Linked DNA regions of Sus scrofa: all the other regions are linked to region 2. Evidence: chromatin contacts called from public Hi-C, HiChIP or PLAC-seq and promoter capture Hi-C data. All regions are on one chromosome and are shown on one strand. Each heading gives the region's core, a stretch centred on a gene start, on an enhancer-like site or on the middle of the called end of the contact. The rest is flanking DNA. Distances are from core to core; before and after follow the strand shown. Region 1 holds the start of HMGCL (hydroxymethylglutaryl-CoA lyase, mitochondrial). Region 2 overlaps MYOM3 (myomesin-3). Region 3 holds the start of GALE (UDP-glucose 4-epimerase). Region 4 holds the start of FUCA1 (fucosidase, alpha-L- 1, tissue).

Evidence for each region. Promoter capture Hi-C pulls out the DNA fragments that hold promoters and counts their contacts. Hi-C and Micro-C count contacts between places; a contact is called where the count stands out from the background. HiChIP or PLAC-seq counts read pairs in DNA pulled down with a chosen protein or histone mark.
Region 1: a contact with region 2 is called in a promoter capture Hi-C map of liver, with 6 times the contacts expected there. The contact joins the promoter of HMGCL here to the enhancer-like site in region 2. A contact is called at or near these places in 3 of 5 promoter capture datasets (fetal liver, fetal skeletal muscle and liver), 13 of 47 Hi-C or Micro-C datasets (alveolar macrophages, embryonic fibroblasts, epiblast stem cells and 8 more) and 2 of 2 datasets of contacts at active chromatin or transcription factors (alveolar macrophages and skeletal muscle).
Region 3: a contact with region 2 is called in a Hi-C map of skeletal muscle, with 13 times the contacts expected there. The contact joins the promoter of GALE here to the enhancer-like site in region 2. A contact is called at or near these places in 9 of 47 Hi-C or Micro-C datasets (embryonic fibroblasts, epiblast stem cells, fetal skeletal muscle and 5 more) and 1 of 2 datasets of contacts at active chromatin or transcription factors (alveolar macrophages).
Region 4: an H3K27ac HiChIP or PLAC-seq map of alveolar macrophages shows a contact between it and region 2. The contact joins the promoter of FUCA1 here to the enhancer-like site in region 2. A contact is called at or near these places in 11 of 47 Hi-C or Micro-C datasets (embryonic fibroblasts, fetal heart ventricle, heart right ventricle and 6 more) and 2 of 2 datasets of contacts at active chromatin or transcription factors (alveolar macrophages and skeletal muscle).

What each region holds. Positions count from the first base shown.
Region 1 is chr6:81,626,071-81,632,589 of Sscrofa11.1, reverse strand. It overlaps HMGCL (hydroxymethylglutaryl-CoA lyase, mitochondrial), which reads left to right and starts at 2,136. Exons shown (of 9, transcript XM_005656051.3): 1 at 2,136-2,264; 2 at 6,505-6,519. The coding sequence starts at 2,181.
Region 2 is chr6:81,812,867-81,819,486 of Sscrofa11.1, reverse strand. MYOM3 (myomesin-3) reads left to right here. Exons shown (of 38, transcript XM_021095533.1): 25 at 543-587; 26 at 1,300-1,436; 27 at 3,406-3,550; 28 at 3,739-3,798; 29 at 4,195-4,262; 30 at 5,251-5,361. Among named protein-coding and RNA genes, the nearest start is that of MYOM3, 43 kb to the left of the region's middle. Within about 2 kb of position 4,161, at least 35 of the 83 cell types and tissues checked have an H3K27ac peak or open chromatin away from gene starts, as enhancers often do. A contact at or near this core is called in alveolar macrophages, fetal liver, fetal skeletal muscle and 4 more, where this site is marked.
Region 3 is chr6:81,608,157-81,614,676 of Sscrofa11.1, reverse strand. GALE (UDP-glucose 4-epimerase) reads left to right here and starts at 4,142. Exons shown (of 11, transcript XM_003356202.4): 1 at 4,142-4,250; 2 at 5,838-6,041; 3 at 6,176-6,291; 4 at 6,372-6,485. The coding sequence starts at 5,921. HMGCL (hydroxymethylglutaryl-CoA lyase, mitochondrial) reads left to right here. Exons shown (of 9, transcript XM_005656051.3): 8 at 1,136-1,261; 9 at 2,493-3,161. The coding sequence ends at 2,594.
Region 4 is chr6:81,653,821-81,660,273 of Sscrofa11.1, reverse strand. FUCA1 (fucosidase, alpha-L- 1, tissue) reads left to right here and starts at 4,281. Exons shown (of 8, transcript NM_001315628.1): 1 at 4,281-4,679. The coding sequence starts at 4,288. It overlaps CNR2 (cannabinoid receptor 2), which reads left to right. Exons shown (of 2, transcript XM_021095532.1): 2 at 1-1,112.

The DNA of each region.
Region 1 (6,519 bases), core at 887-3,386, 180 kb after region 2:
GCCTATTTCTGGGTTTTCTATTCCCTTGCATTGGTCTGTATGTCCTCCTTTATGCCACACTGTTTTAATTAATATAGTAAGTTTTGAAATTAGGAAGTGTGAGTCCTCCAACTCCTTTCTCTTTTTAAAGATCTCATTGACTATTCAAGGTCCCTTGAAATTCTGTATGAATTTTAGTATGCTTTTTTTTTTTCCTATTTCTGCAAAAAACCGTCACTGGCATTTAAATAGGGATTGCAGTGAATCTGTAGGTCATTTTTGGGTAATATTGACATCTTCATATTCTATCTTCCAATTCATGAACATGGATGTCTTTTCATTTATTTATGTCTTCTTTAATTTCAGCAATGGTTTGTAGTTTTCAGTGTATAAATCTTGAAAGTCATGTTTATTTTAAACAGCATGGTAGTACTTTGGGGTCAAGTTCAGTCTTCTGGCTGCAGGCTTGAGGATTCTGTCCAGTAGTGCTCTAACTTATGATGGAGGATATTTTTTGTGCTTTGGAAGCATAACAAAAGACTTAATCATGTCTCATCTTCTCCCTAGCTAAAATCTGAGCCCCTTGAAAGCAGGGACAGTGCCTTTTCTGCTCCTCCCAAGAATGCCAGTCAGTTCACTCACCAGTTGGATATCCATACACCCAGGAGCCACAGTGACTATTTACAAAATGCAAATTTGATCATATCTTCCTGCATAGAATCCTTCAAATGCATTGCTGTAAGGATAGCTGTTATTAACATGTTCTCCAAAGCCCCCTGGTATAGTCCCTGCCAATCTCTCTCATCTTAGTAGGAAGTCCCGTTTTAACTCCCTCCTGCTCTCCAGTCCTTCTAGCCTTCTTTTCATCTTTCTGAAGCAATATTTTCAGAAATTTCTAATTGCAGCCTACAGTAATAAATTTTACAGTGCAACCTAGTTTGTTGTGTAATAACAGAAGTTTTGTAAAGCAGTACTTAGATTTCTATTTATACAATGCACTGCGATATTTTCTATCCTACTTATTTTGTCTTATTTATTTTTATGGCCACACCTGTGGCATATAGAAGTTCCCCAACTAGGGGTCAAATCAGAGCTGCAGCTGCCAGCCTAAGCCACAACCACAGCAAGATCTGAGCTACATTTGCAACCTACGCTGCAGCTTGCAGCAACACCAGATCCTTAAACTACTGAGCAAGACCAAGAGATCAAACCCACGTCATCATGTATATTAGTCGAGTTCTTAACCCAGTGAGCCACAACAGTAACTCCTATGCTATTTCTTTTAAAAAGTACCCACTAAAGAAGTTCTCTGTCGTGGTGCAGCGGAAATGAATCCGATCAGGAACCATGAGGTTGCAGGTTCGATCCCTGGCCTCACTCGGTGGGTTAAGAATCTGGCACTGCTGTAGGTCACAGACGAGGCTCGGATCTGGCGTTGCTGTAGCTCTGGCGTGGGCCGGCGGCAACAGCTTTCCGATTAGACCTCTAGCCTGGGATCCTCCATAGGCTGCGGGTGCAGTCCTAAAAAGACCAAAAAAAAAAAAAAAAAGTACCTACTAAAGTACTATTTATTTAATAAGCCACTAGAGAAAAAACAAGCAACAAAATCCAATGTGGATTCCTGATTTTTTTAAAGCTTTTAATAAAAAAGGATTTTTTAAAAAGTACCCACTAAATTGATTTTATGACCAATGGGGTACAACACTGGTCACAGGCATTCAATTTTGAAAAACGCTGCTCTAAACATTCAATTTCTTTGCCTAGGGGCCTTTGCATAATGCTATGCTCTGTCCGGAAAATTCTTCTTGTATCCTCTTTACCTGGGTAAATCTTACTTATTCTTCGAGGTGTGAAATCAAAGGACGCTTCTCTTTCTTGAGTCAACTGCCTGCATTTGAGTCCCAAAGATCATGATTAATGAATTATTATATGCAAACAACTCAGAACAGTGCATGGCAAATAGTAACGCTTCATCTTATAATTGCGTGATTGTTAACATCTGTCTCCCCATACCCCCTAGACTACAAACCCCTGAAGTCAGAGACTTTGGTTAACTTTTGTTCATCTTTATAGTCTTAGCGCCTCACTTCGCCTGGCACACAAAGAGCGTCAGAAAAGACGAAAAACTTAGACAGGCTGGGGGCGGAGCCAGCGTAGTGCGTCACCACGTCGTCCCAGAGGCCCCGCCTGGGGGCGGGGCCATGCCCAGCTGGCGAAGGGGGACGCGCGGACCTCTGCTGGGCAGCCGCGGGGGAAGCTGGGGCAAGATGGCGACAGTAAGAAAGGTGCCGCTACGGAGACTGGTGGGCTTGGCATCCCTTCGGGCTGTAAGTGCCCCGACCCGCCCGGGGGCGGTCCTGAAGGCACCTTGACGGTGAAGGTCGGGGGCTTGACCCGTAGCGGCTGGTCTGTGAAAGGCGAAGGCCGACAGCTCTTTCACAGAGGGCCTCGGCGTCTTGAACCCTGTCTGTCCCGCCCAAAGCTCTTGAGGGGCATAGGGAAACTGAGGCCCAGAGATGGGGAGCGACTTGTCCAGGTTGTCAGGACCTGAGACGCCATCCCAGACGTCCTAATTCCCTGGCTTAGGTTCTTCCTGGTGTCTCTGGCATCTTTCTCTGTCCGATTGAACTTTAACTTCAGACTAAAGTGACACAGTGAAAATCGTGAATACTCTGTCCGTTGCCAGTGGAAAAAGCAAGGTTATCCCCCTCTGTCCGTCTCCATTTCCAGCTCTTGTTGCGTTTGGGGACGCTTGGCGAGCTGTTCCAGGGTGCAGAGCAGGATTTGGATCATGTGGGGCTAAGTGTGATTACCTTGGAATTGTGTCCTGATGTTTTCCCTCTTCTTTCCCATGCTCAGTGAGTGGACCTAATCGTTTAAAGGGTTGAATACACTGTGTTGGTTAAAGCTCAAAAATTGTGGTGAGCCAGTGGTTATGACGCCACTTTTTTAGGTTGAGTGACAGGTCTCTAAACCCCTTTTCTTGAACTATAGCATGAAAAAATGTTACCTCAGTGTGGGTTTGGAGATTAAAGAAGATGTAGGTAAAGCATTTGACATTGTTCTAGGCCCGTGAGTGATCGATGAATTTTGTTGCCTTAGAGTTTAGAAGGAATTAAAACTGTATAGTGTTGGGAGTTCCCGTCATGGCGCAGTGGTTAACGAATCCGACTAGGAACCATGAGGTTGCGGGTTCGGTCCCTGCCCTTGCTCAGTGGGTTAACGATCCGGCGTTGCCGTGAGCTGTGGTGTAGGTTGCAGACGCGGCTCGGATCCCGCGTTGCTGTGGCTCTGGCGTAGGCCGGTGGCTACAGCTCCGATTCGACGATTCGACTCCTAGCCTGGGAACCTCCATATGCCGCAGCAGCGGCCCAAAGAAATAGCAAAAAGACCAAAAAAAAAAAAAAAAAAAATTAAAAAAAAACAAAAAAACTGTATAGTGGTAAAAATTTCACTGTCTTGGCAATGGGCCCCTCTCAGAAAACCACTTCAGTGTCTCCTAGGCCACCCTCCCCCATCAACTACTCATGTGCCAGAAAAGCTAGTAATTCCAACTTGCCAAGTTAAGAAAATTAAATGAGATGGTGGATGTAAATGTGCTTTGAAAAAATTCCTGGTGTAGTGAGATGGTGGTAGGTAGTAGGTTCAAGGTTACTAGCATAGACTTGGTGTCAGAAGCAGACAGTTAAGTCCAAACTTCCTCACTTCCTACTGGGTGAACTGGGGTATTTCTGAGGCTGTTTCTTCCTCTTTGTAGTTGGGATAGTGATAGTCCTTGTCATGTAGGGACTAAATGAGGTGCTGATGTCTGGAAGTTAGCACTGGGCTTTAGTCATTATCGGCTGTTTGATATAGACACCATAGCTCAGAAGTTGTGGCCTGGGATTTGTGTGGTTAGAGGGCATTATTACTATGGAGAACTTTATAGAAGGAATGAAATAGGTGCTTAACCAGGACAAAAGAAGACTGGGGAACCGAGGGTGGCAGAGGTAATGTGGCCTAGGGATTGAGAGCAAGCACTCTAGATCCACACTGCTGGGTTCAGATAGTGGCTCAGTGACTACCATGTGACCTTGGGAAAATTACCTAATCTCCTTGGGCTTCAGATTTCTCACAGTAAAATGGAGATTATAGTAGTTCCTACCTAATAAGGTTGTTGAGAGGATGAATGGGTTAATATGTAAAAGGTTCCTATAAGTGCCTGGCAAATAGTAAATGCTTCGTAAATGTGAGTTGCTTTGTTGTTAGTATGTGAAGAGTTGTTATGGCAAGGAAGTGGAATTGAGTTTTTATTGTGTTCTCATAAAAGGAACTTGGAAACAGATTTTACGCTTTTTCAGCAACATTCAGCAGTGATTTAATGTGCCCCTATTATGTCCTGGGGTCTTGGCAATGTAGCAGTGAATAAAACAAAGTCCCTGCTCATGGAGCTTGCATTCCAGTGGGATCCTTTTAGAGTAATGTACCAGCAGATCCTGAACCTCCCTATTGGAGGGAGATTCAGCTTGCAGGGACCTTCCATCTAGCTTGTTGACTTCATGGAATTCAGTGGCTCATCATTAGTCTCTAGGAAGCTTTGCTGGCTAAAACCAAGGCCAGTTCAGGTGAGTTGTTTAAGTTCTAGCTGATTAATAGCCAGGAATATTTCCTTCCTTAAGGATTTTAGGAATTTGGAATCCTTAGCAGATTCTCAATATACCTCTCTCCTTGCCCCATTGTACTATGTTTATCCAGATTAAATCTGGTAAAATGAAGTTAACTTGAAGAGTATCAAGTTATATATATATAACATATATATATATATATAATTTTTGTTTTTGCTTTTTGCCTTTTCTAGGGCTGCTCCCATGGCACATGGAGGTTCCTAGGCTAGGGGTCTAATCGGAGCTACAGCTGTTGGCCTGTGCCACAGCCACAGCAACACCGGATCTGAGCTGCATCTGCAACCTACACCACAGTTCACGGCAATGCCGGATCATTAACCCACTGAGCAAGGCCAGGGATCGAACCCGCAACCTTATGGTTCCTAGTCGGATTCGTTAACCACTGAGCCACAACGGGAACTCCTCAAGTAATATTAAGAAGGATAGAGGAAAGAGAGAGAGAAAAGCCTTATATTGGTGGTAAAAAGGGGAAGATTTTATATAGAGGACTTTATATAGAGCAGGCTTTAAATAGAGAGGGAATCTCACTCTCTTAAATGTCTTCAACCGCTAAAGTTTTCATCTGTCAGACTCAGTCTCCTTGTCCTCGCCCAGCCTGTGCTTGTATCAGAACAGAGCCCAACTCCATCTCCACAACCCCCCAAGGTCCAAGATTGCTCCTCACCACACTCAATAATTTCCCTCCTCTGAGGCAGCTATGACCTTCATGCATTTAGGTGTTGTTTTAGTAGCTTTTGAAGGAGTGCCTGCTTTGTGCCAAGCACAGTGCCAGACACAAAGGATGAAGTGGCGATTGAGACAAAGTCCCCTATAGAGCTTATGTTCTACTGCAAGAGACCCTGAGAAAGTGATTATAGTCCTGAAAGAGAAAAGAATGAGGATGAGCAGTTTGGCAGCTTTACAAAGGGTAATCAGAGGGGACCTATCTATGAAAGATGAGAGGGAGCCAGATGTGGTACAGGCCAGGTGAAGAGCATCCTGGGCAGAGGGAACTGAAAGCAGTGAGGCCCTGCTGTGGGTGAAAGGCCAGTGAGTGACCCAACGAGGTGGATGTGGAACAGCAGGAACAGCTAATGAGTTCAGCAGGAGTGGCAAGAGTGAGATGCTAAGAATCTTATGGTCCACGGTGGGTGGGAGAAGGGGATGAGTCAGGTTTCTGGCTTAAGCAACAGGATGCATGTGGTGCTTTTTAACTGAGATAAAAAGGATAAAGTCAGACTGGGCTTTGGGAGAAATTAAACAGTTCTGTTTGGGGACTTCTATGTTTGAGAAGTACAAATAGGTCTGTGTAAAAAACAACCTAAATGCAACTGCCATTCAGGTGGAAATGGGTCTGGACTCAGAGAAGTTGGAAATGGCCCTGTACTGGGAGCATGAATCTCTTACTCGTTCCTGTTTCTAAGTGAAATGTTCTTATTCTTTTTGTTCTTTGATTCTAAGACCGACCAAATATGGACGTTCTCCTTGTGGTGCAGCAGAAACGAATCCAACTAGTATCCATGAGGATTTGGGTTGGATCCCTGGCCTCACCCAGTGGGTCAGGGATCCAATGTTGTCCTGAGCTGTGGTATAGGTCACAGATGCGGCTTGGAACCTGCATGGCTATGGCATTGGCAGTGGCCAGCAGCTGTAGCTCCGATTTGACCCCTAGCCTGGGAACTTCCTTATGCCGCGAGTGTGGCCCTAAAAAGCAAAAAAACAAAAATTAAAAATAAAGTAAAACAGACCAAATGTGAATTAAAGGGTAAGAAATACTGCTTCTTGTCTCAGTGAAGAGGCATACATTTTTTCAGATGTGTCCCCCTGGACAATTGTGACAATCTCCTCCTGTTACTTTCTTATTTGCTCTTTTATACCAAAGGTCAGCACCTCATCT
Region 2 (6,620 bases), core at 2,912-5,411:
GGCATTGCTGTGAGCTGTGGTGTAGGTTGCAGACATGGCTTGGATCTGGCGTTGCTGTGGTTGTGGTGTAAGCCAGCAACTGCAGATCTGATTCAACCCCTAGCCTGGGAACCTCCGTATGCCACGGGTGTGGCCCTAAAAAGCAAATAAATAAACAAACAAACAAATAAATAAACAAGGGGGCTTGGGAACCAGTGGGCCCTGTACTCAGGAAGCAGCAATAATGCCTGCCCCTCAGCAGGACCTGCTAAGATCATGCAGAGCTGAGCACACAGTAGGTGCTCCTCGGGGGAGGTGGCATTTGACCAGGCCTTGAAGGCCAAGGAGAATAAGCAATCTTGGGGTAACCCACTGCCCCTCCCCCCTCGGTGCCCCAGAGCCAAGGCCCACCATGGTCATCATCACCCCCTTGGTAGCCATGTGACCCCAAGCTGAGTCTCTCAGGACTTTCACCCAGTGTGGATGCCAGGAAGGCTCCCACGTGCCCAATGACACCAGTGTCTCATTCTCTTTGGTTTCTTCTTTGTTCCTCCCTGTCCTAGAGCTGGACAAGCTGAAGAAGTTGAGCCATGAGATCAGAAACCCCGGTAAGCAGTCCCACCAGGCCCAGTCCCACCAGGCTGGGTCAGCCAAAAGCCTGAAGCTAGCCTGGTGGGGTGTGGATGCAGAATGGGGGCGTCATGGGACCGGAGAGTCAGAGACCCATGGATCAGCAGTCCATGAAAGGAAAAGAGGGGCCAGCAGAGAGCACATGGGGTGAAAGGGAGGGCAGAGTGGATGGTTTCTACTTGGATCCTGGGTCATCTGAGCCTCTGGGGCTGGAGCCAGACATTGGTGTTTTTGAACTCCCTTGGGGGAGTTCCCGCTGTGGCTCAGCGGGTTAAGAACCTGACAAAATGTCCATGAGGATGCTGGTTCAATCCCTGGCCTCACTCAGTGGATTTAAGATCTGGTGTTGCCACAAGCTGCAGCACAGGTCACAGAGGCAGCTCAGATCTGTGTTGCTGTGGCTGTGGTGTAGGCCGGCAGCTGCAGCTCCAATTCACCCCCTAGCCCGGGAACTTCCATATGCCGCAGGTGTGGCCCTAAAAAGAATTTAAAAAATGAAAGCCCTGGACGCGGATGCAATGTGAGGTGACTGAATGAGAGAAAACGCTCCCCAGCCCCTCACCTGGTCACGTCTCCATCAGACTCTGAAGCATTGTGTACATTTGTTCACGGTGTGCTCAAGAGGGGCTGTTGGGGGTGGGGGCAGGAGAAGGGTGCCCTGCCCACCCCTTCCTGTCCTCTGCCTCCCAGTGATCAAGCTGATCTCGGGCTGGAACGTTGACATCCTTGAGCGAGGAGAGGTGCGGCTTTGGCTGGAAGTAGAAAAGTTGTCTCCAGCCGCTGAGCTGCATCTAATCTTCAACGACAAGGAAATCTTCAGCTCACCGGTAATTAGGGGCTCAGAATTCCTAGGTGAGGTCCCCAGTGCAGAAGGTGGCCTCCCGGACACTGGTCTCCACTGGCCAGTGCCTCCCCCTAGTGGACATTTTAGAAATGGCCACCTGCTCAGGCTGTCATAGTCATGAGGTGGGAGTGGGGACACATGGATTTTAGGGGCGGGGGGCAGGTGGCAGGCAAGTTAGACACTTGTCAATGCAAGGGACACTCCCACAAAGAATTTCATGCCAGACGCTCTTAAGATGAAAACCCTACTTTCGTGGTTATAATCATGCACATTTGGACCCTAACCTTGAGATACAAACACAAAGAATTTTCACGGTTTTAGTATACACGGAATAGAGTCTTTATTCTATTAGCCAATTTATGTGTGTTCATTCATTCATTTTCCTGTTCTTCTTGTACAGAATAGCTTTGCTTTTCTTCTCTTTAATTCAAATCAATTCATTATAAATCAGTGCAGCACGAGTGAGATTGTGTCTGAGCAGCTGCATATTGAAAAAATTATTGTTATTTCCTCTTGCTATTATAGCTGTGGTATTATATTTCTTTTTAAAAAATCATGTGTGTAGCTCAGTTGTATTAGTTGAACCACGTTAGCTGCCCACACGCAACTGTTTTTACTTACAAACATGCTTATTTCAGTCTCATGAGAGATTCAATCATAGGATGATATTATTTGTGAATTTCACCTCCAGATGGCCAAGTGGTCAACATTAAATATGTGTTATAAAGAGGGGCTCTGGTTCTGACAGAGGAGAAAGAGCTCAGAGCCAGATGTCAGAAGACTCCTATTCATTCCCCGTGGGTTGTGTGCCCTTGGGCAGGTCTCTGCACCTCTCTGTGCATCAGTTTGTGCATCTGTACAATGGGGCTCGTTGCTCCAGGATCAGGAGGAGTAATTGAGAAACTAGATTGGAAAGTTCTGCATAAAGATTAAGCATGGGGAGGAGTTCCCTTCCTGGGGCAGTAGTTAACGAATCCGACTAGGAACCGTGAGGTTTCGGTTCAATTCCTGGCCTTGCTCAGTGGGTTAAGGATCCGGCATTGTCGTGAGCTGTAGGGTAGGTCACAGACCTGGCTCGGATCCCGCGTTGCTGTGGCTCTGGGGTAAGCCGGCTGCTGCAGCTCTGATTGGACCCCTAGCCTGGGAACCTCCACATGCAGTGGGTGCGGCCCTAGAAAAGACCAAAAAAAAAAAAAGATTAACAAGGGGAGTTCTCTGGTAGCCTGGAGGATTAAGGACCTGGTGTTGTCACTGCCGTGGCTTGGGTCACTGCTGTGGCACAGCTTGGATCCCTGGCCTGGAGCATCTCTGCATGCAGTAGGAGCAGAGGGAAAAACAAAGATTAATAAGCATGACCCTGGCTCTCGGTAGGAAGTATAGCAAAGCCTGGACTCAAAACGCAACGCTAAGGCTATCAGATGCCCCATAGGAAAATAAAATAAAACCAGATGGTTCCTTCAAATCATACATACAAATAAAGCCAGAGGGAGTAAGGTCTTCAATGTAGAAAAGAAAATGTTGCAAAAATGTTAGACTGTGACCGATGTAAATGAGTGTTAATTCTGGGTAGCACGTACACAGGCTTTTTCGCATTTTTCCTTTAAAGTTTTAGGGGGATTTTTTTTTTCTATCAAATTGCAAAAGAAATGGAAAACAACTTCCTGTTGGCAGCGGACCAATAGGAGGTTGGGGGCTGATGGTTAACGGCAATTAAATCAAGGACGCAGACTCTTTGCCTGCGGGGCCCCAGGGTGTTTGTTCTCAGGGGCCGGGTGTGGGGACAACCCAGTATATACAGGAGAAGGTTACTCAGGAGTCCCCCTCTCCAGTCTCTGAAGGCTTCTAATGCTGCATATATCACCCCCAAATCCCACTTCGGCCAGACTTGTGCCCCATAAATTCCCTGGGATTGGAAAAGGGCAGGAAAGACTCTCTGGGTTTGTTCTCCCCAGAACCGCAAAATCAATTTTGTCCGAGAGAAGGGCCTGGTGGAAGTTATCATCCAGAACTTGACTGAGGACGACAAAGGGTCTTACACGGCCCAGCTCCAAGATGGAAAAGCCAAGAACCAGATCACTCTGGCTCTGGTGGATGACGGTCAGCTCTGCCCTGCACCTACCCTCGCCTCCTAACCCCCACCCCCGGCCCCACCCCTGCTCCGGTGCACCCCACGCACCTGGCCTCAGCTCCCAGCCCTGAGGTCTCTGTCCACCCTGACGCCCCCACTCTAGACCCTCCAGACCCGCGTTCCTCTCAATCACGCCAGTTCCCCTCTCTCTTCACAGAGTTTGACAAACTTCTGAGGAAGGCGGATGCCAAGAGAAGAGACTGGAAGAGAAAACAGGGTAAGAACTGCCTCGGCCACCAGGCCAGCAGTCATTGCTGGGGAACCACTGGGCTAGTGGGTTAATAAACCCCTCCACCCTACTGCCCGCCCCTGCCCCCGCCCCCGCGAGGGAAGGTCACTACCATTGGATCCAGTGTTGTCCTCCTCGTGCCAGAACAAAAGAGCACTTGCTTAACCCCGAGAATGAGCGCCGCCTTAAATTTTGCACCCTAAGGGCCTCCCTTACTTCATTCACCCCAGTCCCCGCCCTGATGGGGACGGAAATCCCAAAATCCGAGCGGCCAGTGGTCACTAGATGCCCCTCTTCAGCTGCCTTCCCCTGTCTCGCCACCAGGTGGCGCCCAGGCTAAGCCTGGCGCTCTGACCGATGGTCGTGTGTGTTTGTCCCTCCCAGGTCCGTATTTCGAGGAGCCTCTGCAGTGGAAGGTCACGGAGGACTGCCAAGTGCTGCTGACCTGCAAGGCAAATCCCCGCCCCCGCCTCCAGCCCTGCCCCCAAACCAATGGGGCCAGACCTGTGGCTGTTCCCAAGCCCCTTGCCCATCTTGCCCCACTCCTGGAAACACCATGCCCTGCGCTAGTCTGTTCCCCAGCAGAGGAAGTAGCCCTAAGAATTTTGTATTTAACCAGGAAACAAAATCCCAAGGAGCCGAGTTAGAGTGAGTTAGTGGGCGGGTGTTAGGTCAGCCTTGAGCTAGATCTGCCAGCTGCTCTGGGAGGGGTTTGGGGGGGTCAGGGGTCTGAGGGTGGATTCTGAGTGTCAGTCTTGCCAGACCCTGTGCTCAGCGCTTCAGGGCATTCTTTTATCTCAACTGCCTCACAGTCATCTGTGAGAGAGGCGTTATGATTCCACTTTACCCATGAGAAAATAAGCAGAGGAATAGCTCAAGACCACACAGTAAGAGAGAGCCTTGAGCTGGGGGAGTCAGAGGGTGTCTGACTCCAAAACATTTGCTCCTTCTCAGCACCCTGCAGCCTTTTAGATACAGGGGGAGGGCACACCCCATGAAGCGTAGCCGTTCAACCAATGCAGAGCACCTACTCTGCGTTAGACATTCTGCAAGCACTGGGCGTACAAAGATGAAACAGTGGTCTCCTTAGGCCTCTAGGATCCCACGGTCCAAAGCAAGATCATGGGAGAACAGCATGCCTCCTGCTGTGATGGAGGGGTGCAAGAAATTGATTACTCATGATAAGGGGCACTCTAGGAAGGCTTCCTGGAGGAGATGAGATAGGCATTTACAGGAAAAATGGAATAGGAGAAGGATTGAGAAGCAGAGGAAACATCATTAGCGAAAGTCCAGTGTCTAGAAGCCATCAGAAGAGACAGAGAGAAGTGGGGTGGGGGGGAAATGTGGGGGGGTCACATTTACAACAAAAGTTCTGACAAACTAAGTCTTCACTTAAAAGCCAAAGCCTGAAGGGGTCTCTTGACTCGGCACCTTCCTTAGGTGACCAACACCAAGAAAGAAACCCGCTTCCAGTGGTTCTTCCAGAAGAGAGAGTTCCCAGCTGGCCAGTATGACCCGCAGACAGGAGCAGGGCTTGTCTGCATTGAAGAGGTAAGGGTAGCTCTGACTTCAGGGCTCCGCCTCCAGGCAGTGCCCGGAGCACAGGGCGGGGAGTCAGGAGAGGGCAAGGCAAGCAGGCACTCAACTCATGCACAGACTTTAGGGGGCGCTAAAATCTCAGTGATCAAGATAAATAATTCATTTCATGCAATCATTTTAAAAATCAAAAGGAATGCCAAACAAAGACTATAGAGAAAACAATGCCAAAAGTTTAAAGACAGGCTCAATAATACTGATTTTTCCTCTCATTTGGATTTCACTCCTGGCCCTGCCACTGACTGTGTAGCCTTGGGCTAGTCACTGTCCCTCTCTGACCTCAATTTTCATCTATAACTCGAGCAAGTCAAAAGGGACGCTCTCTCATATATTCCTTCCTGCCCCTGCAGCCTGAGATGTGGGATAGGAAGGCTGTCTCTATGAAACAGTCTGGGCTAGAGCAGAGCAGGCCTGGAGGTTCCCAGGTTAGGGGTTGAATCAGAGCTGCAGCTGCCGGCCTAAGCCACAGCCACAGCAACACCAGATCCAAGCCAAGTCTGCGACCTACACAGCTCACGGCAACACCGGATCCTTTAACCCACTGAGCAAGGCCAAGGATCAAACACATGTCCTCATGGGTGCTTAAACTGCTGAGCCACGATGGAAACTCCCTGGAGCTCACTTCTCCAACCCACGTCCACCTCATGGCCCTTGGAGGAGTGAGACCTGGTTAAGAGATAAATACAAGCCTTATTCTTAAGCATTCGGTGTTTTTCCGCCCTACCACTGATTTCTGTAGCCTCCCTATGTGCCAAGGACTGCGGTAAATGCAGGATTGCTGACGAGGAAGGAATCGTGGTTTCAGGGTCCCGTCCCAAATCCCAGCCAAGATGATGCCAATTTGGCCTTTGTCATCACCGTGCAAACTCCTGGCACAGGGCTTGGCCTCAAGTGGGTGCTTAATAGCTACGGAGTCTTGTCATAATTATCTGGCGTATTGGTGCACAACTTTCTGGCTTTTGAAGTGTCCTCTCCCTCGATCCCCACAACGACCGCAGATAGTGCCTAAGCCAGGGCCAAGGCTGTGCCCCCAGAGGCCCAGAGGGTTTAAATACCAAGATTCAAGGCTAGAGAATCGGTCCAGAAATCTCTCCAGTCGCCCTCCCCAGGGTTTGGCTGGAACTTTGGAGCCTTCACTGAGGGTGGGGGGAAGGGACATAGGACAGGACTCTTGGGGTTTTCAGCCTTCGATCCCCATATTAAGAGATGCCTCT
Region 3 (6,520 bases), core at 2,893-5,392, 200 kb after region 2:
GGAAGCGCCTGCATCTGTCTGTTAGGGGAGACATTCGAGAGTTAGGTAGTAACCCTAATGCATGTGACAAATGCCTCGAGGAAGGAAGCCTGGGGCTGAGGAAGGCACCCATCTGAGCTGGGGAGGTCAGAGAGGATTTTGCAGAGGAGCCCTGAGCGAGGCTTAACAGACATGAGGAAGTTAAGCAGGTGGAAGAGAGAAGTGGAATGGTAACCGGGCAGCACCGCATTGTAAGACCAAGGTGGGTCCTGGAGCCCCGAGATAGCACGCACGGCTGTGTGTGTGTGCATGTGCCTGTGTGTAGGGGAGCGGGCTGGAAGTAGTGAGGGAGGCAGAGGGCGCTCAGGGAGGGGCTTTAATGCGGTCCTCAGAAACCAGACTGAGACCTCAAATTGGATATCCCTCGAGGCTGGCGGGGCCTGGCCCAGAACGAGGGTCCCGTGATGCAGCAGCCCTTAGGAGGAAAGTGCTGGCCTGGCCACGGGCTACTTAGCTCTAGGCTAGTCCAAGTCTAGCCGGTTGTCTAGGTTACCTAGAGCAATCCTGCGCCAACTTGTTTAGCTCTCAGGTTACCTCCTTGAGGCTCATATCTTTAAATTGGTTGATTCTATTACTTTCTGGGTCTATTTTCTCAGAGTTAAGGTTTAAGAAGAGAGGAGACAGTGAAACCATCATCTCAGAAAGTGGGAGCCACTGACCCAGGGAAATGGGCTAGGCCCCCGTGGGGTTAGAGGCCCTCCGACGGTGGGCAAACAAACACAACAGGTTTTACACGGGGGTCTGAAACCTTACGGTGGGCCTAGTGGGGGTTACTTGAGGTCAGTGATCAGGAAGGGCCTCTCTGCGGAAATGGCTTTCAGGCTGAGAAGGAGGTGAGGGATCTCCCATGAAAGGGAGGAGGAAAGATATTCTTGGCAGAGGAAAGAATGTAGCAAAAAAGACTCCAGTTTGAGGAAATAAAAAAGGAAACACTGTTTCTTTTCTGTGGGATTTTTCACTTCAGCAGAATCATAAACCAAAGGAATGCGTTAGTCCTGGAATTTCCAGCAGCAAGTGACAGGGAGGTTTACAAGAACTGGCTCTGTGGGCTCTGGTCCCCACCGTGACAGCCGTGTTTCGCCGTCCTTGTTTCCAGATGGGAGTGAGTGTCGTGGACTCTTCTGTAGCAGGACTTGGAGGCTGTCCTTTTGCACAGGGGGCGTCAGGAAACTTGGCCACAGAGGACCTGGTCTACATGCTGGCGGGCATGGGCATTGACACGGTAAGCCTGCCTGCCCCCTGATGGCGACAGCCCTGAATGGACCAGAGCTGTGCCCAAGGACTAGAGCTGCTAGGTTTGTTCAGGGTTTTTGTGGTGGTGTTGGTGCAGCTAAGAGGGGAAGGGTGCCAGGGGATTAGGGCTGTGCTGTCAGATGTTTTGAGATAACAGAGTGCAACTGATGGAGGCCACAAGAAGGCCAGGTTCACAGTGTCACTTTGACACTTCAGTTCCAGGAGGCACCAGGGTGTGGGGAGGAGCTTTGAGAGGGTTAAGGCCATGACCTGAAATGAATCCATTCCCTCTGGACCTTTGTTTTGTTCTCTGTAAAATAAGGGCAGCGGAATTAGACAGCACACCATGGCCCCCCGCCCCCTGGCCCCCCAGGCTCTGCCAGAGTCAGTAAAGGCCCTCAGTGTGGGGTGGAAGCAGTATAGCATCTGTGCTTTGAGGTCAGACAGAACTGGAGTCCCTTCGTGGTGCAGTGGAAATGAATCTGAGTAGGAACCATGAGGTTTCGGTTCGATCCCTGGCCTCGCTCAGTGGGTTAAGAATCCAGCGTTGCCATGAGCTGTGGTGTAGGTCGCAGACTCGGCTCGGATCTGGCGTTGCTGTGGCTGTGGCATAGGCTGGCAGCTGCAGCTCCAATTAGACCCCTAGCCTAGGAACCTCCATATGCCAAGGGTGCGGCCCTAAAAAGACTAAATAAATAAATAAAACAAAACCTAGTCCTGCCACTCGCAGTCTGTGACTGGACAAATTTCCTCACCTCTCTGGGCCTAAGAAATGGGAATAAATAGCACCAAGAAAATGCAGAATGCTTAGCCCAGAGCGGAGCACATAGTACACCTCAGTAAATAAGAGCTCCTATTATAACCGTAGGTTTTCAGTGTGGCCCTTTCAGTTGGTGTTTTTACTCCTATTTTTCTCTGCCTCACAATCCTTACTTCAGGATGCAGTGTTTGACCCCTGAGGGCCAGGCCTGTGCTAGACGGTGTTGTGCCCAACCACACTGATGAGATGGTTTCCCTGGTGGCAGCACTACAAACCATGTCACAGATGGAGGGCAGTCAGCGGGACTCCCAGCAGCCGGTGTCCCCTCGTCGGAGGCACAAGAGCCTGGTTGTCTTCACCTTTACTTTTTCAGAATCACAGTTTCTGTCCAATCAGATGTTTTCCCTGGGTGTTGTGGGCATGTCGTGACTTACTGCATCCTCTGATTTGTTTCTCAAAGGGTGTGAACCTCCAGAAGCTCTTGGAAGCTGGGGCCTTTATCTGTCAAGCCCTGAACAAAAAAACCAGCTCCAGAGTGGCTCAGGCTTCCTGTAAACTGTGAGCCCCTTGCCCCCTGAAGCCTTGGGGATTGCATGGGAATAGGGACACATGTGGATGATTCACGGATGAGCACATGGAAATGGGAATGAAATGAACAGGTGCAGGCACCTCACCGCCAGCTCTGCCCAGTGGTCTCTCCTGGGGAAAGGAGGCAGATGGGCGCTGCCTGGCCTCAGGCCCTCCCTGTCCAACCTGAGTGTGAATGAGAGGCTTGGGCAGCTGGAGGTCTCCCTCCCACACGGACCCAAAGGTCCAGGAGCTGAATACCTGTGGGCATTTGGGAACCCAATTCTTGGGCTTGGGTTGATCCTTAAGTCTCATCTCTGGGTGAAACCTGCCAGTTAGCCACTCTCCTCAGCACAATGCTGCCATATCCTTGGGGCCATCGCTCTCTGTATAGGGCAAAGGGGCATGGAGGAGTTTTTTCCTCAGCTGGCAGAGGGCATTTGGTGAAGGTGTGAGGGAGCAGTGGTAGCCACCTGCCAACTCCAGCAACTCTGGAAAATCTCCACTTTGAACATGATTTTTGAAAACAGCTTATGTAATTAAAGGTTTAATGCCATAACCATGCCAGTGTCCTGTGCAGACGTGTGTGTGTGTGTATGAGAGGGGGAATAAAGCATCCTTCCAGCACTGCACGCTGAGAGGGAAACACAGACTATTTATCTCGGAGTTTTCTCCCTCATTCTCCTCCTGAAAATTTGGGAATTCATAGTGACTGGAAATCAGTGGCTTAAGACTTACTCAACTCTGGTCGGAGCACCCGGGAGAGGCTGTTTTTGGGTTTTTTAGCCTGTGACCAGGCTGGTGCACAAGGTGCCCTGCCGCCTGTTCAGGCTGTAGGACGCACATTCTTTTGCTCGGGTTTCATCCCCCGTTATGTCATGCCTCTATACACAGCATCCCGTAGCCCTCCCTTCAAGCAGAACACTGTTTTAGAACCTACCAGGATAGGCAGGGTGCACACCATTCCCTAAGGCGGTGTGTGTGGAGGGGCATGGTTTACGTGAAGGCTGAGCGCAATCGGCGCTGTAATTCCTGTTTTAGTTTCAGAGCTGCCGCCAGCCCTTAGGCGGGTTTTCAAACTAAACTTTCCAGAACGACTGCCTCTCCTCCAGGCAGCCGTCTTATTTCATGCCAGGCTTACTGTGAAGAAAAGGTTTGTAAGATATAAAAAGGGTGGAAAACCTGCGGGCGAGCGTGGAGCAGCAGTCTTCGGCCCCAGCCTCGGCTGTGGCTCCTACCGCGGGGACAGGTGCCGGGCGCCCCCAACGAGCCCCATCTCCGGGGGCGCAGCGCCTGCTCTCAGGGGCTGGGACCAGCGCCGGTGTTTGGCGCGGAGGCCTGGGGCCTCGGCCAGGAAGCGGACCTCCGCGGCTCGGGCACTAGATCTTAAGTCCCAGCTGCGCCTTGCCTCTGCCCACCGCTCCGGCACGGCTCAGGGCCGCCCTCTGCGGGAGGCGCCGCGCAGGCGTCTGGAAGCGGCATTGCCGTAGGTCCTCGCGGCGCCCCGTACTGCAGTCTCCCGACAGACACGTTTCCTGGGGGCGGGGAGGGGGCGGGGCCAGGCGGGGCCTTCGACTCTTAAAGGGACCCTTGAGCCGGGCGCCGGAGGCGGCGCTGTTGGAGGCAGTGCGGGGCGCGTGGAGCCGAGCAGGTTCGGGAAGGGAATGGGGGACCCGGGCGCGTTTGCGAGGGGCCGGGTGGTCCGCGGGGAGCGAGCGAGAGAGAGAGACCGCGTTCTGGGTAGAGCCCCGCCAGGGCAGGCCCGCCTCTGCTGGTCCCAGTTCCTGCTGCCTTGGCTAGGGAGGCCTGGGTTCATTCATTCCCGGCCGGAGGGCACCTAGTTTGTCCCCTCTCGGAGCCACCACCAGAATCCCAGGCCAAGGCTCCTTGCACTCGAGCGCTCACGGCCCTGCGACCCCTCCCCTCCATTTTGCGGACTGGGAAAACTGAGGAGGCGACAGCTGACCGAGGTCACTCCGCTGGTCGGAGGGAAGCCAGCCTCGCCAGCCTTCCTGCCTCCGAGGGCCCCTCTGCCACCACTTTCCTGGGCCCCGCGTAGAGCTTGGAGCTCGGGGCGGGGGGGGTGTGTGGGCGCGGGCAGCTTCAGAGTTGGGAGCAGAGTCCAGCGGGAAACAGTGAGGGCGGGGGGCGAGGGGCGGGGCTTTGAGCCTGGCGTTCCAGATCCTGGCCGGGCCGGCGTTGGTAGCTGTGTGACTTAAGGCAAATTACTTCACCTCTCTGACTTTAGTATCCGTCTCTGTAAAGTGCCACTAATAACACTTGCCTCATCAGGATATTGGGAGAATTCAGGAAAATAATGCAAAAGTGCCCAGTACAGAGCCTGGCACTCAGCGGGCGTTCAGCAAAGTGGGTCGGAGCTGGGTGAACCCAGAAGAGGATTGAGGCAACTTGGAGGAAGGCGGCTGCGGGCCAGCCTGTCCCGGATGAAAGGCCTCAGTGTCTGGGCTTTCACCCCTCCTCCACCGTCTCTGCCCGCAGAGTTTGTTCAGGGCGGTGGTGCACACCTGGCAGTGGAATCTGGGGCGAACGCCACGTCTACACCATCCCGCTCAGTGCCGCCTAGAGTTGGACGGTATCCTTAGCCTCAAGCCGAGAGTGGCATGGGCAGAGGCTGAACCAGCCTGGCTGACCTGGGGTGGGGCCCACTCTAGGACTGCAGGGCTACAGCCCCCAGAGCTGGCCTCAAGGACTTCACCCTGAGGCCAACTGCTGTATTTCCTGCTTCCTCCCAGTTGACGGTGGGAGAGAGTCAGGAGCTACTTACAGCATGACGTTTTAGTCACTGAACCAAGGAGCCAGTTTATACCTAGGGATGGTAGAGGGACTGGAAAGGTCTGAGTCTGTACAGACAGATCCCCCTCCTGAGTTCTTGGAGTCCCAATGCTGCTGCCTTGTTTCCTTCTGTCCAGAACTGTCTGGTCTCCACACACCTTGGGGAAGGCAGTGTGGAGCCTCAGGTTCTATCTTCCCAGCCCTGGTCAAATTAAGATTAGGAATTAGGGCGCCTGTGCATCAACCTCCCCACCTGCACCATGTGGCAGGTTTTTAAAATCATCTAACTCTCACACTACCACGAGATATCTGTACATTTATAAACTCCATCTCATAGAAATGGAAACCATGGCCAAGAGAGAACTGGTCTCTAAGGCCTAAGGCCAGAAAGTGATGGTATCCAGACTTGGCCCAGGGCTGACTCTGGACCCACCCTATTACCTAGGACACACCACTGCCTCCCTCCAACCCCAGACTCTCACTGGAAGAAGACGCTGAGCGGGTAGTCTCTGTCCTGCACCAGGCACGATGGCAGAGAAAGTGCTGGTAACAGGTGGGGCTGGCTACATTGGCAGTCACACTGTGCTGGAGCTGCTGGAAGCAGGCTATTCGCCCGTGGTCATCGATAATTTCCATAACGCCATTCGTGGTGAGCAGCCTGGGAGGGAGGGGCGCTGGGGCTCCCAGAGAGGATGGAAGGAAAACCCCACGAGGTACCTTCACCTCCAAGGGCTAAATGTATGGCCAGCCTCTTGGCAACCCAGGACCCATGTGCCCAACCAGGAGGGAGCTCCATGCCGGAGAGCTTGCGGCGGGTTCAGGAGCTGACAGGCCGCTCTGTGGAGTTTGAGGAGATGGACATCTTAGATCAGGCAGCCCTACAGCGTCTCTTTAAGAAGGTAAGTGCTTGGCAGGCCGTGGGCGCTGCCCAGGGCCGGGCCTATAAGCAGCCCCTGACCTGAGCTTTGCAACCCTGCAGTACCACTTCGTGGCAGTCATCCACTTTGCCGGGCTCAAAGCTGTGGGCGAGTCGGTGCAGAAGCCTCTGGATTATTACAGGGTTAACCTGACAGGAACCATTCAGCTTCTGGAGGTGAGACGTGGGACAAGGACACAGACCCTGGGAGG
Region 4 (6,453 bases), core at 3,032-5,531, 160 kb after region 2:
AACAAGCCACATCAGAAATCATTCACTCCCTGGAGGAGAGAGAGTGGCCTTGACCCTCTCACCAGCTCTGAAGACCTGTACCTCCGCCCCCTTTCGCTGATGAGTGTCGGTACTGACCCCTAGAGGGTAGCCTGGCCTTACCTATCTGCACACGGTCTATTGGGTGGCCAGGCCCTGTGAGGGATAGCAAGGTGGGCAGAAGGCAAGAAGCCTGGGACAGGCTCAATGCAGGACAGGACAACCCTCCCAGAAGTCAGCTCGTGACTGCATTCTCGTGAGGCCAAAGGAGCCAGGTGGAGCCTTCAGGCTCAGCAGTGAGGGATTCAGAGGACATCCGAAAAGAAGACTGGACCATTCTCCTGGGATCTCAGAGTATCAGATGGGATGGCCGGCTGGCCCTCTCTGCTTAATTGTTGGGGCCACCTTGGTTCTGGATCTATGAAAGGCCCCACCTTCAGGTCACCCTTTCCCACACAGGACCAGGAACTCTGATGCAGTGAGGATCGAGGGTGTTGATCCACCTCTTGCAGAGGTGATGGACAAGCCCCTCGGTCAGGGCATCTTATTATTACAGCAATGGCCCTTTCTAACACCCTGATAATCCCCCCTCACAACCACTGTGTCCTCTTAGGTACCTGGGGAATACAGAGGAGGCTGGGATCACTTGAGACACAGAATCTTCAGAGAATTTGACTGACCTTGTAAAGTCCTGTTTAGTGGTGGCATTGGAAGCAGGCAGAGTCCCAGTCAAAACCAAATCCAAGAAAAAAGAAGACATTCACAAAGACTTTATAAATCCCCAGATTTTCCCCAGCCATGTCGCCTTTCCCCAGCCCCTTTGTCGCCTTCACCCTCTATACCCTGTAATGAATAATAAACAGAGCAAGTGGGAGGAGGGGGAAAATTCCTCCCTCCTTACTACGTGCCAGGGATAAGGCTGATGTCCCACAATCCATCATCTCCAGCAAGAATTCAGCCCCATACTTTTGATGATCTCAGAAGGGCTTAGAGCAGTAGGCAAAAGAAATTGTTAACGACGAAGAGGATTGCAGAGCAATTCTAATGCAATTATTTGGGACTATGGATGGAATAAAAAGAAAGATATGGATTAACTGTGTCTTCATTTAATACTTACAAGACAAGGTGTCCACCATTCATTCATCCCTCCATCTCACAAATACATGCCAGGCTCTGTGCTTGGTCCTGGATGTCCAGCCGTAAATGAGACTCTGCCCCTGTCTAATGGGGCTCACATTCTACATTCTCGTGGGAAGAGAGCCAATAAATAAAGAAGTTAATTACTGGCAGTACAATGAAGGAAATCATCAGGGTTGTAGGAAAGACATTAATCAAGGCAGCTTTAGGTGAGGTGGACCTACTATGTGCTCTGGTCTTAAGAGTCAACTCTTTTTTTTGAGATTTTACTATGTGTCAGGCACTGGATTAAGTGCTTTTAAATGAGGACTCTCGGAGTTCCCGTCATGGCGCAGTGGTTAACGAATCCGACTAGGAACCATGAGGTTGCGGGTTCGGTCCCTGCCACTTGCTCAGTGGGTTAACGATCCGGCGTTGCCATGAGCTGTGGTGTAGGTTGCAGACACGGCTTGGATCCCGTGTTGCTGTGGCTCTGGCATAGGCCAGTGGCTACAGCTCTAATTCGACCCCTAGCCTGGGAACCTCCATATGCCGAGGGAGCGGCCCAAGAAATAGCAAAAAGACAAAAAATAAAATAAAATAAAATAAAAAAATAAATGAGGACTCTCGGTCTTCACAATAACCTGAGGATGAAAGTTTGGTATCCTCGTTTTACAGATGAGGAAACCTCTAAAAGGCAAATTGCTTATAGTCACACTACTAATATGTACCCAGAGCTGGGGTTTTCAGCCCAGTTTTGTTTGACTTCAAAGCCTGCCCACTTTTTGGTTTTTTCTTTTTTGGCCACACCCGTGGCATATGGAAGTTCCTGGGCCAGGAATCAACTCTGAGCCAGAGCTGTGACCTACACCACAGTTACAACAATACTGGATCCTTAACCCATTGAGCTGGGCCAGGGATCAAACTGGCATCTCCACAGAGACAAGCCGGATCATTAACCCACCACACCACAGCAGGAACTTCCACGCCTGCCATCTTTACCACTAACCTCTTGGCCTATTTCAGTCAAAGCCTGCTTGATTAGGATAGCAATAAGAAGTCAGTCTATAAATAATAATGACTTTAAAAGTCTAATAGTGATAAATATATATAAAGTATAAGTAATAATAAGACTTACTAAGTCTAATAATAATACTAGACTTTTGTAACATCAGATTGCTGCAACTTTGGGAGTTTCCGTTGTGGCTCATCTGTAATAAACCCAACTAGTATCCATGAGGATGTAGAGTCGATCCCTGCCCTGCTCAGTGGGTTAAGGATCGGGCACTGCCCCATGGCCCAATCTGCAGTGTAGGTCGCAGGCTTGGATCCCAAATTACTATGGCTGTGGCATAGGCTGGCAGCTGCAGCTCCGATACAACCCCTAGTCTGGGAACTTCCACATGCGGCAGATTCGGCCCTAAAAAGGCAAAAAAAGGAGTTCCAGTCATGGCTCAGCAGAAACGAATCTGACTAGCATCCATGAGGTCACAGGTTTGATCCCTGGCCTCGCACCATGGGTTAAGGATGTGGCATTGCTGTAAGCTGTGGTGTAGGTTGCAAACACAGTTTGGATCTGGCATTGCTGTAGCACAGGCTGGCAGCTACAGCTCCAATTCTACTCCTAGCCTGGGAACCTCCGTATCCCTCAGGTGCAGCCCTAAAAAATAAAAGGAAATGGGCCCAGACAGTGGGCAAGATTTGCCCAAAGAGACCCAACAAGGTGATGTCTGGTGCAAGAAACCTAGGTTTCCCAACTTGCAGTTTTTCCACTATGTTGCAATGCCTCTCACCTTCCCCTGCAGATTTATGTTTTGGTTATGAGATGAAGGGGAAACGAAGGTCATGGTGTCCTTCATTTTATCTCCCTTAGAATGAGTTATAACATCAAAGACCATTACTCAACTTGATCACTAGAAGATGTGTACTAAGGGTTTTTCTCTCTCTCTCTCCTTTTTTTTTTTTTTTTAAGTGTCTGGGCTTGCTGTTTTGGATAATATTTCAACACAATCTTGCAGAGGAAGAAACAGAAGATAAAGAAAATGGCTGTTCGTTCAACAACAGCCATTGAGTTTCCTTATCACTGCTAGAATGAGGAAGTGCTTGCTCTGTCAACACAGTTTTGACACCTTCTCTTGCACCCCAGGAGAAGCAATGTTTGAGAGACAGATTCCGCACGTGGAGGCTCAGGTTCTCCTTCCACCTCTGACCCAAACTAACTGCGTGGTTTTGGAAAACCCTGATCCTCTCTCCGGGTCTGTCTCTTCCATAAAATGGGAAGAGTAAGGAAGGGGGATAGCGTCAAGGATTTCCAAAGTCCCTTCCAACTCTGACCTGCAGCAGATCTCCCACTGATGTGCAGGGACCAGCTGTGCCACATGGGGTCACTAGACTTTCCCACACCTTACGGCCTCACACGTAGAATGTACAAATTGTAGAGGAATTTGGTGATTTCCCTGCCAGACAAGGTTCACGCAGGTATTCCTTGGGCCTGAGACTCTCAATTTCCTCACCCTATTACTCTAAAAATTATTCCTTCTTGGTGGCCTGTCCATGACTCTCGTTTTTCCAACTAGCTGTTAAATTCTTTGAATTGCCTCAGAATTCTCAAAACAAGTTCAAAAAATATTAGGTAGGCAAAATGGTCACACCTGTTCTTCCTCTTTCAGAGCCCACTTTCCTCTCATCTCTTGCCTTTTAATGCTTCCTTCCATAATCCTTCTACTCCGGGGAAGTTACAATGCCCTTCCGCCTGCTATTCCTGGCCCCTGGCTGCTCTCCTACATCACAGCTCAAAAAGTCTCCTATAGCTTCCAACGGCAAAATGGACCACACACACCGGGAGCTCCACACCCCCACGAGTTCGCCCTGCAGTGAAGTCCCTTTCCAAGTTTTCAATCCACTGTCAGCAAATCCACTGTCAGCACAGCACTGCCTACGCCTCCTAGAGTCTTTCTCGCTGTGATCACAAGGGCAGTGGCAGGGACCGCCCACCCGGAGGCGAAGGAGACTCGGTAGCCAAGCAGCCCGAGTTGCCCCACCCCTTTTTCCTTCCGAGCCAATCATTAGTTAGGGTGGGCGGGGACCCGCGCCCCGCACCTGCGCTTTAAGAGGGGGCGGTGGGGCGTAAAGGCGGCGGTACCACGACCCCGGATGAAAATGCGGGCGGTGAGTGCCCAGGTGCTACTGCTACTGCTGCTTCTTGAATTGGTGAGGGCTCGCGACTGCACTGGGTCTTCGCGCTGCACCGGCTCTTCGCGTCGCTACACCCCGGACTGGCCGAGTCTGGACTCCCGGCCTCTGCCGGCCTGGTTCGATGAGGCCAAGTTTGGAGTCTTCATACACTGGGGCGTGTTCTCCGTGCCGGCCTGGGGCAGCGAGTGGTTCTGGTGGCACTGGGAGGCCGAGAAGCTGCCAGCCTACCAGAATTTCATGAAGGAGAACTACCCGCCCGACTTTTCCTACGCTGACTTCGGGCCACAGTTTACAGCGCACTTCTTCCATCCTGACAGCTGGGCCGATCTGTTCGAGGCCTCCGGGGCCAAGTGAGTGCAGCTTCAGGGACGGGCGGGACGCCGCTTCCCGGCGTCCGGGAAGAGAGCCGGGAGAGGGCGTAGATAGGTGAGAACCGTGGAGGGGAAGGCGAGACGATTAGGTAGGTGAGAACCGTGGAGGGGAAGGCGAGACGATTAGGTAGGTGAAAACCATGGAGGGGGAGGCAAGACGACTTGCTGACTTACCAGGTCACACAGCGGTCGGGGTCATACAGCTGTCCCTCTGACTTCAACACTCCCCCCCCCCCCGCCCCGGTTCTGTGTTTTGCCTCCTGAAGGATGCAGAATTGAATGTGGCACTCCTGACCCTAAGGAGAAGGTACGTCTGGTTGAGCTTTAGAAGGAAATAAAGGTTTCAGGGAGGTGGTGGGCTGGAAAGCCCTCAGCGTCTACACCTGTATATTGATTGAGAGGATTGAGCTAGGTGATACCTAATGTCCCTTCCAGGTCAACAAGACAATCAGGATTTTAAGCCAATCAGGAGTCTGATCCAAGTTCAACTGCAAACTTGAACAAGGCATTTTACCTCCCTAGAGCCCCCTTCCGTGGTTTTAGAAAGGAATTGTGTTCTTCCTTGCAGCTTTAGTATCGCCCAGAGGGAAGGGGAGGGAAGGGACTTCTGGTGTGCAGTGTGTTTGGGCATACAGATTCTCGTTCATCTGCTTTTCTCCATGCTTCTCCATGCTTCTTGAGCATAGAGAGTGCTCAAGAAATGTTTGGGTTGTTTTGAGAACTGTCACAACTTGCCTGTGAATGGTTCTGAGAACAGAAAGTGTAGAGCCCTGGGAAGGGGAAAAGAGGCAAGGCCTTATGAGGCCATGGAAGACTAGGGCCAGTCCTGGAGGAGTCATCCTTGAGGGTGGGATGTTGCAGTTTTTAGCGTCAAAGATGTTTGGCTTCTGGGAGGGAAGTGGGTTGCAGGAGGGTAAGAATGGAGGCAGGGAGGTCCCCTGGCTCCTGGCTTAGGGCAGTCTTCCACCCTTACCTTGTCTTCTCAGCTGTTTTCCGGGTTTTAGTTTTTCTTGGACTTTAAGTTCTCTTGTACTAAAGAGAAATTACAACTGACATTTAGTGTTTGCAATTAAATGCATGGGAGTATAAGGCTTGAATAAACAAAGGAGGAGTTCTCTGTTTTCCGGGAGCCTTATAAATCCATAATTTTCTTTCTTTTTCTTTTTTTTAGGGCCGTACCCATGGCATATGGAAGTTCCCAGGCTAAGGGTGGAATCAGAGCTGCAGCTGCTGGCCTAGGCCACAGCCACAGCAACACCAGATCTGAGCCACGTCTTTGACCTATACTGCAGTTTGAGGCTAATGCAGGATCCTTTAACCCACTGAGTAAGGCCAGGGATTGAACCTGCATCCTCATGGATACTGGTCAGGTTCTTAACCTGCTGAGCCACAACGGGAACTCCCTGAAATCCATAATTTTTAAATGAAGAAGTTAAAATCTGGGAGACATCCTTTGTCCAGGACAAGATGTCCCCTTACAGACAAGATGATCTGACCAGCCCAGACAGAGGAAGGGGACAGATGTCCTAGACTCCAAATTCCACGACTCTAAGGTAAAGGTTCTTTCCACCACACTAGGAGTCTGCGATCGTGGCCAGAGGGATTGTTTCTCTGCCTGTTTTTGTAAGTTTCTTGAGATGAGAAGAAAATAAGATTATGCCACAGAGAGGAACGTGGCCTACAGAGCCTGAAATACTGTCTAGCCCTTAAAAGTCTTGAGTTCCCCACATTGGCCAGTGATTAAATTTTCACT